3 separate regions of the Sus scrofa genome follow, and all the other regions are linked to region 1. The links are chromatin contacts, called in public Hi-C maps. All regions are on one chromosome and are shown on one strand. Each heading gives the region's core, a stretch centred on a gene start, on an enhancer-like site or on the middle of the called end of the contact. The rest is flanking DNA. Distances are from core to core; before and after follow the strand shown.

Region 1 (3,738 bases), core at 774-3,273:
CTGCCAAGCTTCAGACAGGCCAGGGTCTTAACATGCAGCTCCAACCCAATTGCTCTAGGATTAGAGACCTTGGCAGATACTTTTGCTCTAATTTGCCGAGAAAAGGAGACCTCTGGGACATGAGCTCTTCTCTTCTGCCTTGCTAGTACACTCTTGCGTGCTCCCACCATTTCTATTCTTTCCCTTATCTCAGAGGAAGAAAAACTCCAATCTTCCTTTTTAAGATTCACCCCATTTGTGTGCCCACCGACCCCTCCCCTTGTGCTGCCTCAAGCCCTGCTTCCCCGGTTTCTCCTGGTGTTTCTTGCATCTGGAATTTCTCTTTTCTCCACTACTCCTCCCAGGGTGGCACATGGGCGGTGACCTGGTGATTGGGAGCTCAGCCTCTGGGTCAGGCTGTCTGACCACGTGCCAGTTTCTTAGGCCCTGCCACTTACCTCTGTGTGATCTTGAGCAATTTACTTCATTCTCTTGTGACTAAACTTCTTCATCTTAAAATTGGAGATGACCGAGAAGCCTAAAAATGGTTGTACAGAAAAGTGAGATGATTCGTGTTGGGGGAAACTCATGACCTTGACCTCTTTACTGTGCTTCAGGCCAACTTTCTTCACTTCTCCCTCAACCATTCCTGATTCTTGATTATCACTTCAGCCACCCTCTAGCCAATGACATTACCTCCTGCCCAGTGTTCTTTGTTTTTTTGTTTTTCCTTTCCTTTTTTATGACTGCACTTGCAGCATATGGAGGTTTCCAGGCTAGGGATTGAATCAGAGCTGCAGCTGCTGGTCTTCACCACAGCCACAGCAATGCCGATCCAAGCTGCATCTGCACCCTACCCACAGCGTGCAGCAATGTCAGATCCTTAACCCACTGATCAAGGCCAGGGATTGAACCTGCATTCTCATGGGCACTATGTCAGATTCTTAACCCTCTGAGCCACAATGGGAACTCCTGTTCTTTAGTTTTTAACCAGCTGTGTTCTCCCCACCTTGAAGTGGGCTGAGAGATCTACTAGTAAGTATTTGTCTCCACCTCCCATTGAATCATGCTCACTGCCCTCTCTTCCTTCCCACATTTCCAGGAAGTTCTCTTGCTTCTACTTTAGAGCATATCATCTTCCACGGCATATATATATATGTAAAGTTTCTTTAAGAGGCAGAAACGTCAATGGTTCTGGAGGGTCTAGGTAGAACAGCAGAATCATGACCATGGAGTCTGGGATCATACTAGTTGTGTTCAGATCCTAGCATTGCCTCTTGCTCTCTGTGTAACCTTGGGCAAGTTTCTTAACCTCTCTGCGTCTCAATTTCTCATCTCTCAGTAGGGTTGTTGAGAAGTTTAAGATAAGTTATTATAAATAAAATGCTTAGAAGAGTGCCTCTTATGATTAAGCACTCAGGTAAAAGTTACTTATTACTATAAGAATTGATACTCTGAGACCTCTCTCTTGTCCTGTGTCAGTAGATCAATGGCCTTCTAATGGCTCTCCCCACTTTTCACTATAGATCAAGCTAATACACAGAATTACATGATCTAACGTTACATTCAGAAGCAAAGGAAGCGTGTGTTATCACCAAGCGGCTTTGTTTAATAGGTAAGGAAGCATGGGGCTATAGTTGTATTCAAGTCAGGATAATAAAAGCCTGGAACCCAGCTGCATTCCCACAGCTGTGGCCTGGGACTCTTGATAAAGTCCAGAATTCTTTCTAGTTTGGTTCAAAGTCCTCCTGCCATACCAATTCCATTGGTTCTGCTATTACTCTGGTTAGGACCGTCTGCCTCTTGAAGGAAGTTGGGGGCATAAGCATAGAGTACAGCAAAGGTGAAAGGGCTTTCTGGGGTCCCAGTCCAGCTTCCAGTTTCTACAGGTGAGGAGAATGTGTTGTGATGCTGGCTGGCCCCCTAATTCAGAAAACAGAGGGCTTCTGGACCCTGGGAGCCACTCTTCCAGACAGTGAGAGGCTGACGTTCACAGAGACATGTGCTGCCTGTTGACTCATTTTGTGCATTTCCTGTGTGGTTCTTGCATCTCCCATCTAAGTTACTGACTCAGCTTAACCCTGCTTAGCTTGCAAGACCTTTCAGGGAAATCAGAGAATGAGATGCAGTCACTGCAAGTTGTCACACATGATTAAGGAGCTGGAGGAAGTGATTTATGTGGAAAGATTAAAATCCCTAAATATGGATGGCAGTGCTGCCCTGATTGAGTGGGGCTCTCGGTATTTGCAGACCGCCGTGTGGGAAGGCCAGAGACTTCCGTGGGGGGTAGGACTGCTTTAAAGGAGTGGCAGGGCAATGCAGATGGCAGAAACGTGATGATATGAAAATAAGATGCTACTTCCTGATGAAGCCGAAAAGACCAGATCCAGACAGGAAATTCCTCTGCGGTTTTATTTTGTCAGGCCACTGGCCATCTCTGGAATTTTCTACATGTAGATCTGGAAGCTCTGTGCCATTGGATAGTTCTCAGCGGCTCTTACGTCCTTCCTCTGCTGGGTCCCCATTCTTGGGGCCCTCTTTGCTTCCTCCTCTGTCCCTCCACTACACTCCTCCCCCAGTGTCTCTCCTGCTGCCCTGTTGCTCCCCGCCTCCCCAGTACCCTTTATCCACACTCCCAGTCAAATGGACTTTCCTGGTGTCCTGATTTTAACTGAGGACTATGAAGCTAGAGTTAATTGGATAAACTATTTCCTGTTAAACTGTAAGCCAGATAATTAATTGACTCTTCCAGATAGCACTGACCAGGGTCTTAGCAAGTATTAAGACTTTAAAACACTGAGAGAGAGAGAGTGTGTGTGCGTGTGTGTGTGTTCAGCAGCCTGTACATTATCTTGTGCAAATCATATTCTCCTATTCTCCTTTTCAACATTTTTTTTTTTTTTTTTTTCCTGTCAATCATATCCTACTCCCAACATTTCTCCGCATGGATGTGGGCATCATTGACCCATTGGAGTGGTCAAGGAACACATCTTAGGAAGACATCTTAAGGAAGTGATGCTGAAGCCAAAGACTGAAACCTGAGTCTGAGTTAGCAAGGTGAGGGAAGTAGGAGAGAAGGATGGCTCCAATCTCTAAGTGTTTTCCAATGCCACCTTTTATTCATTCATTCAACAAATATTGACTAGCCCCTTACTTTATGCCTAACACTATGCTAAACACTGAGGATCCAAGAAAAGAATAGAGCATGCTGACAGACCAGAAGGGGTAACATATTCAAATAAATACGATGTTGACATATATGCCAAACAGGGGCAAGGGCAAGCACTAGAGTCCTAGAGAGGAAGATGCTATGACCGGGACAGCATGGTTACTATCCCATTAACTCTGATAGACTAAAGGCAAAAATGGTGTCCTCACTGCATGGATGCTCTTTTTCTACAGAGCAGGTCGAAGATCATCTATCTGTGCTTCTTCCCTCCCCTAATGGTCTTACCCTGGCCTACCAGGCCTTTAGCAGTCTTCTGACCCTTCTCTAAAGAGCCTTGTGCTCTATTCTTGCAGCTCCCACATCACACGGTTCCTTTTTGGACCTTTGAACCCTTGAACAGCCTTTTATTCTTTTCCTGATTATCCCCTGACTGTTTGGATTTGTCTGCCAAGGTCTTGACTTTTTTTCTAGGAGCCGCCTTAAAAACCATTAACTCCTTGGAGTTTCCTGATGTCCTGGCAGTTAAGAATCCAGGAGTGTCACTGCTGTGGCTGGGTTTGATTCCTGGCCGAGGAACTTAGGCATGTGGG
Region 2 (3,537 bases), core at 240-2,739, 310 kb after region 1:
ATTTGTGGTTCAGATGAAAATAGCACATTTCCTTTCTGCTTGGAGTGTGGGGGGTCAGAGTGCTCCAAGGAATAGAAAATAAATAAAAATTGATCCCTCACCCATCCGAGGAGATGCTCTGGCTCTGGGAACTGAAATGATGGCTCTAGATTTGAAGATCTTGTGAAACCACTTTTGAAGGTTAATAATAATAGCAATAATAACAATAAAAACATCCAGAGACTAAAAGAAAACTATGATATGCTCTGTTGGGAAATGTAGTTCTTTCCAAGTCTGAAGAATAGGCAGCAGACCCTGATCAGGTGTATCGCCCTTTTGTTCCTGTTGCTGACCATGGTCATTCCATCTCTTCTTGCAGGTGAGAAGCCTTATAAGTGCTCATGGGAAGGGTGTGAGTGGCGTTTTGCACGAAGCGATGAGCTCACAAGGCACTACAGGAAACACACAGGTGCAAAGCCCTTTAAATGCAACCACTGCGACAGGTAAAGAAACTAAGAAGCTCCTGGGATGGGGAAGGGAGATGGTAGAGTGGGCGGGAGGGTGGGCGGGTCGTGTGCTCTTGGGTTTATCTCAAGTGTGTCTCCCAGAGACTCAGGTGTGGGCATGCCTTTTACTTCTCCACTGAAAACACCTATGAGATAAGGGTGCCTTCTTGCATGTAATCCAGAGATGGTATGAATGCTTGGTTCAGTTACGCAAGTATTTCATGAACACCAGAACCATGTTAGTCACTGGGTATCAGTAAGACAGAGCTCCTACCTCCAAGGAGATGACTGACACATGATTCTAGTATAATAGGAAAAGTAGCAGGATAGAGAATGGTCACCTGTTGCTTCTGATCTTTTTATTAACATCAATACCATTTTTCCTCTCATCCTTAACAACATGAGAGCATAGAAAGCCTGCTTAACAGAGGGAAGGTTAGTTACAAGGCTTTCCTTTGAGCGCTGCTAGGAATGCAGTTACTGAAGAGAGTTCTCATTCTTTGGGGGCCTGAACCATCCTTTCTTTGAGAATAGGTGCACAGGTCTAAAAGATGGCCAGGCTTTGAGAACTGATCCTATAATTCAATTTCAAACCTTCAGCATTTGATAGTGGAAGAAAGAGCACGTAGCAACAGATACTACACAAGTAATAGTATCTGACAGCCCTGGCATTATCAACCAATAAACCCCAAAATGGAGACTCTGCAGGCCAAGGTGAAGGCAGGATTAGGTTTAGTCATAATCAAATAATGGGCTTGCATCTGAGCGTGTTATCCTTCTAATCCTATTTCTGTGTTTAAAAGGAAGCTTAAGAAAATTAACCATCTTTTTAATGCAATACTAAAGGTCTCGGTTATGATGAGAGAAATGCTTCTAATACGATAAAAGCCCTGAAAGCCTCAGGGTTCCCCGGCTCGGCCAGCCGCTCGCAGGATGGCAGGAGGGCTGTGCAGGATGTCCGCAGAGGCCTGGCTCTGCGTCGGAGGAAATGCGATCGCTTTCGCATCCTGCCTCCCCCATCCTTGTGCCGGCACCTCCCTTGCCAGACCTTCCTCTGGAGTAGTGCCTGTTTGTTTGGAGAGTCGGGCAGGAGTGGCCAGATCTCATGGGTGGCCAGTTGGCTTGGTGCTCCTTTAAGATGCTTATAAAGGAGCGATCATGTTTTTCCTCCTTTTTTTTTTTTTTCCTTCTTCCTGAAGAGGCTATTTTCCTCTTATCTTCATTCTTTAAGAACTAAATAAAGCCCCCAGGCCTCCTGGAGCCTGAAGATAACCTCCCACCCCAGGGCTAAGGAAGTACACTCCATGAAGCTATTGTCTCTCATCCCCTTGGAGCTCCCTTCTGCTAACCTTCCTGCCCCCCCCAACAACCTGTTTTTTAATGTCTCTCCCATTACCTTGAGGGCTCCCTGAATTTATGTGAATCCGCAGTTGTTCTTTTATAGATTATATTTCAGTGATGATCTTCTCTCAACTCCCATCTCAAGGGCATTCCTCTCTGACCCTGGCTACTAATAGAGAAGGGACATAGATGGTCACTCTTGGTCCACAGCTTGGAGAAAGAACATTATTATATTAAGGGGGATGCAGAGGAATCCTTTATCAGTTACCCAAATAATGGTGGTAGTAGGTACAGATGAGGCACCCTGTCCTGAAGGGTGGTGAGGTTCTTCCCTGGAGATGGAGCATTATGGACAGCCATTATCCTTGGAAACAGACAGAGAATTCTTAGGGGGAAATTACCAGTTAGTATTCTTCTCTTCTTGTCTCCTGAGTTATTAAGCCATATGCAGCTGTCTAGCACTTGACATATGAGGATTCAGTCTGACCATTGGTGTGATTTATATGAAGAAATGCTTCAAACCCATTGGATATTTCAGTGAAGGACATGTCAGGGATGGAAAATTTACCTAGTTCTCTGTGCTCTTTTCTTCATCACAATATACCTGGGTTTCTGTAGCTAGAAATCTGCTGAGGTGATGGCACAAGTTCTGTAACATGGTACTTGGGGAAGCTGGTGAGTAGCTCAAAGTCCTGTGGTGTGGGCTGAGGGTCAGTGTGTTTTCACCAATGTCAGAAACCAGGGAGTGGAGTTGACTGGTGTCTCCTGACAGGTAGCACCTTATACTTCAATTGCAGGAACTGCACTGAGAATTAAAGCAGGTCTGGGAGACAGCGTAGGGAGTTGGAGTGGTCCCAGAGCCAATGAAAGGAAAGCCTGGAGTGGCTGGGGACTTGATGTTCCATAGAGGAGTTTGACCTTCAGAAACAGGGCATCTGTAGTCCTCTGCAGGACACAGAATCCTGATAGTACCACAGTGCATGTGAGCGCAGAAACCTATCTCTTGCCTTGTATAATTGGAGCAATCTGACCACCCTATTTAGAAGCTAAACTAGGATTGGGGTTTCTGGTCCTTAAAGCATGGACCAAGTCTAACTTATGCTTGCATTTCGCCTATAGGGTAGATTCAAAAAAATACATGAGTTTTTGTTTGTTTTGCTAACATTTAAAATTGCTAAATGTCACAAAAATCTCTATTCCTGGCTTTTTGTGGAAAAATCAGAAGATTTGGTAAGAGTGGGCTCACAGTCCCATGTGGCCATAATTTTCTGGAGCTGGAGAGTCATCACGTCCTATCATGGTGGCCATGTGATCACTCATGTGTCGCTGCGCCCCCACCCCCGCCCCAGTCTCCTCGGTGTGCAGCGTCAATTGCCAAGGGTCATCCCACGGACTGTTGTCTCCTCCTACTGGAGAGGGCTATTCCTCCATCTCTGTGCCTTGTCAGCAGTGGAATCAGATGGTTTCAAAGTGCTGTGTTTCCTACACTTGACCCATCGCATCCTTTTACTTGATCTGTCTGGCCCCTGAAGACGTTGGGTTTTAGGACCTCTGGCTTTAGGTTCGGGCTAGAGAAGAAAGCAGTGAGGTGGCTCTGCCATTTCTTAATGAGCACTGAGCAGGGCAGCGCACTAAGTGGTCAACTGTTAGGGGCCAGCCCAAAGAGCATGGCTCCTGACGGCAGTTATCAGGGCTGTTTCCACAAGAGAAA
Region 3 (3,972 bases), core at 207-2,706, 390 kb after region 1:
TCCCTGTAGCTATTTATATATGTGATCCTGGCATGTGGGCAGATAATCTTACACATAAGTAGCGTGCCCACGATATCCAGTGTGATCCACCCCCATCACTGCCACATTCTCCATGAAATCTTTATTCCATGAATCACCCAGTTTTCCCAAGCTCCTTCTGGGGATGTAAATCTCCCATTAGAGAAAAGAAATAAAGGGACAGGGAGCAGAAGCATGGAGTGACGTTCAATTTGGCCAGTGTACCCTGGTCTTCATGCAGGTGGAAGTTCATCAATAAGCGGTCAGGGGCCAGCCATACTGTCTGCACCCATTCTGATTCCAAGATTAAGATGTGTTTATGCCTTTCAGCCAGCAAACCTCTCTCTTGCTTAAAAGCTTCTCAGATATTACTTTCCTGGAAATTCAATTTGGCCCTGCTCTGAATTTTATACCCATAGTTTTGCTTGAAACTCAAAGAAATGAAAAACCATAATTGTTTTGCTTATGCAATAGGGAAATGGTCTTTGTGTTTTATAATCAAAACATCGTTTTTCTTGAATTTATTGTGTGTATGTGTTTTGAGGGATAATCATATTAACCAACTTGTTTTGGATACTTACTGTGTACTAGGAACTCTGCTAAGCATTTTCTATGAAAGATGAAATTTTATCTTCAACAACAATCTCGTGAGGTAGGAAGGAATGTTCTCTTCTTCCTGCAGATGAGAAAGTGAGGCACAGAGAGGTTTTAAATACCTTGCCTGAGATCAAATGGCAAGTAAGTGGGGATGCTGGAATTTGAAATCTCTGAATTGAAAGTGAAACCTCTGAACCAGGTGCCCACCAGGTTGTGCCCTTTGACCCCCCGTGTGTAGTGGTTACCAGCAAGTGCACCCAAGCCCCTCCTGCAGTGCAGATTCCCCACCCACCACTCTAGCAAGCCCCTGGTTTGCACAATCCAGAGGGGTCTTTCATACCTAGCGTTATATTCAAGTACTCACTGTGCAAAAGGAACCCCTTAAAGTGCATGCCTCTTTTGTGTAGAAGTCAGCAAAACTCCAGAGCGAACCACAAAAGGTCACAATGAAATGTGCAAATCACGTAGGAAGTGAATTCCACCCATCACGCTCCACACTGACTTTACAGCTCATCCCCTTGCATTGACCTCATGGCTCAGAAAGCAGCGGGGACAGAGGGATAAAGAAAACATCTTTTAGCGTTCTCAGGGCCAAAAGGTCTAGAAAGCCTTGGCTGAGGAAACCAGGTAAATCCTGAGGGCAAATCCTGCATTCTTCTCATGCAGAGTCATGAAACGTGATATTGGGAAGGCCCCAGGGAGATATTTCTCTCCAGACCTCTTATTTTACAGACCGGGAAACTGAGGTTCAGAGATGAGGACTGACTCCCTGGCTACTAAGGAACAGTAGAAGCCAGCTCCCTGGCACAGTAGAAGCCAGCACCCAGGCCTTGTGGCTCCCCAGTGTGGTGCTCTCTGCACAGTATCAACAAACAGTGCCTCTGCTCCGCAGGACTGAAGGGTCGGCTCCGAAGGGGACTCGGCTCCATCTTCTGGCTGCAGGAGCAGAGGGAGAGCCCTGTATATGCAAAGAAGGAGCTGGCAGGGGAAGAACAGTGATGATTCAATCAAGAGCCAAAATACCAAGTTATTAAAAATAGAGCTAACTTTTCCCCTTCTATCGCCACCCAGACTTTCATAGACATTTCCAAGCTGTCTCCTGATAGCTGCGAAGTGAAAGGAAACAGAGGATATTGTTTTCTTTTACTGGTTCCTTCTCTGACGATGAGTGCCAAGAAGCAGAGAAATTGCAATGGTGAGGGTCCCAAGGAAGACCCACTGCCAAGTAGCCCCTCACTGTTTCAGTACTTTGACATGGGGCTTGATCTCCTTTACATGTAGTGCAGTGTCCCATTGTCGTAAATGAAGAAAATGGGTTAGCAGAAGTCAAGAGATTTTCCAAAATTCGCATATCTGCCAGGTTCAGAGGCAGGTCCTAGAACCTGTGCATTTCCAGTAGTTCTTTCTGTTAGATGTGAAACCATCAACTAGAACATGATAAACTTTAAGGGAGTCATCAGCCTTTGTGTAGTAGACAGAGCTGGGATATGGTCCAGCCATGGACAGATGTAGGCGCCCTAGTTGCATGACTATGCTCAGCCACTCGACTGCTCTAAGCTTTCATTAGCTCATCTGCAAAGTAACAAAAATAATAGCTGCCTTATGAGACTAATATAAGGATTACGTGGTTATCCTTATATTACGTAAAGTGGTTGTCGTGTGATAAATGTTCAAGATGTGAGAGCATGTTCTGTCCAGTATGCTCTGTCAACACTCAAAATATTCAAGAATAACCAGAACGAAAGATCTATAACGGGTTAAAGTTAAATCAAGAATCAACAGAAAGGAGTTCCCGTCATGGCTCAGTGGTTAACGAACCCAACTAGTATCCATGAGGACTTGAGTCCGATCCCTGGCTTTGCTCAGTGGGTTAAGGATCCAGCATTGCCGTGAGCTGTGCTGTAGGTTGTAGACAGAGCTCAGATCCCACACTGCTGTGGCCGTGGTATAGGCCAGCAGGTATAGCTCCGATTCGACCCCTAGACTGGGAACTTCCATGTGCCGTGCATGTGGCCCTAAAAAGACAAAAAAAGAAAAAAAAAAGAATCAACAGAAATACCAAACCATGACTGCAGTATGACCTCTGATCAGACTTTTCCACGGCACAGATACTTATTCCCCTCCTTTTATGACTTTTCAGATATTCCTCTCAGCATGCGATAAGGCTGAAAATGGTTTTTAATCTTTTCCAAGCCTCCCTGTTTAATTCCTTCCCAGAACTTTGCTTCTCCTAACTTTGATATGCTGATTTAGTGTGTGTATGGGTTTTAAAGAGAGAAGAGTTGAAAATAGTAAAGACCATAGAAGGGCCTTCTCTTGAGGCTATAGACTTTGACACACACTGTGTCGGTCCTGCTCTCAGGTTTTGGAAATGGGAAACACAGTTCCAAATGGTTGAGTTCTATGTGTCAATGACTCATCGAAAACTCTAGTTAAGGATAAGCTCATCTTTCATGGGCTTGTAACCACAGAAAGGACCATAAATAAAACTATTTAGTCAACTGCCAAAACTAATATAAGTTGCAACTAGCTTTTTTTTTTTTTTTTTTTTTTTTTTTGTCTTTTTGCTATTTCTTGAGCTGCTCCCTCCCGTGGCATATGGAGGTTCCCAGGCTAGGGGTCTATCGGAGATGTAGCCACCAGCCTACGCCAGAGCCACAGCAACGTGGGATCCGAGCCACGTCTGTGACCTACACCACTGCTCACGGCAACACCGGATCCTTAACCCACTGAGCAAGGCCAGGGATCGAACCTGCAACCTCGAGGTTCCTAGTCGGATTCGTTTACCACTGAGCCACGACGGGAATTCTGTAACTAGCTTTTTGTAGTAGAAGACCTTTTGGTATAACCTAAGTAGAAGAACCTAAAGGAAATCTAAGTAGGCATTTCAGTTTTCAGAAGAAATTGAAGCTTAAGGAGGTAAAGTGACTTTCCTGACATATTAAAGGAAACCACAAAACCTGAGTTTTGAATCCAGATCATAAAGATACCTTTTAGTATCTTTAAAGACATCTTACAGAGAAATACTTTTCAAAATCCTTCCCTATGGAATTCTGTGTTTATAAACGACTGAACAGAACAAAGAAGGCCATTTAAAAAATTAATGATCAAGTCTTTTAATTTTAAATGTCGTATATCATGTCTGCCTCGCCGCAATTCCATCATTCTTCTAAGAGCCGTCCCCTCACTGAAATGGTTGGGCTTCTATGACTGTATGTGTACTGACTGACACTTTCACTGGACATAGCTGATTGGGTCAGAGATGAACAGAGGACCCAATCTGGGTTGATGAGAGTCTTCCCAAGGATTTCAGACCTAGGGTGGTAATCAGTTTGTTGGAAGCCTTGATTCCAAGGG

Evidence for each region. Hi-C and Micro-C count contacts between places; a contact is called where the count stands out from the background.
Region 2: a contact with region 1 is called in a Hi-C map of liver, with 6 times the contacts expected there. The contact joins two enhancer-like sites. A contact is called at or near these places in 2 of 47 Hi-C or Micro-C datasets (embryonic fibroblasts and liver) and 1 of 2 datasets of contacts at active chromatin or transcription factors (alveolar macrophages).
Region 3: a Hi-C map of embryonic fibroblasts shows a contact between it and region 1, with 1.8 times the contacts expected there. The contact joins two enhancer-like sites. A contact is called at or near these places in 2 of 47 Hi-C or Micro-C datasets (embryonic fibroblasts and epiblast stem cells) and 1 of 2 datasets of contacts at active chromatin or transcription factors (skeletal muscle).

The regions. Positions count from the first base shown.
Region 1 is chr15:110,602,131-110,605,868 of Sscrofa11.1, reverse strand. No RefSeq gene overlaps it. Among named protein-coding and RNA genes, the nearest start is that of CREB1, 100 kb to the left of the region's middle. Within about 2 kb of position 2,023, at least 37 of the 83 cell types and tissues checked have an H3K27ac peak or open chromatin away from gene starts, as enhancers often do. A contact at or near this core is called in embryonic fibroblasts and liver, where this site is marked.
Region 2 is chr15:110,292,848-110,296,384 of Sscrofa11.1, reverse strand. KLF7 (Kruppel like factor 7) reads left to right here. Exons shown (of 4, transcript NM_001097487.1): 3 at 359-482. Among named protein-coding and RNA genes, the nearest start is that of KLF7, 84 kb to the left of the region's middle. Within about 2 kb of position 1,489, at least 3 of the 83 cell types and tissues checked have an H3K27ac peak or open chromatin away from gene starts, as enhancers often do. A contact at or near this core is called in liver, where this site is marked.
Region 3 is chr15:110,216,200-110,220,171 of Sscrofa11.1, reverse strand. No RefSeq gene overlaps it. Among named protein-coding and RNA genes, the nearest start is that of CPO, 53 kb to the right of the region's middle. Within about 2 kb of position 1,456, at least 11 of the 83 cell types and tissues checked have an H3K27ac peak or open chromatin away from gene starts, as enhancers often do. A contact at or near this core is called in embryonic fibroblasts, where this site is marked.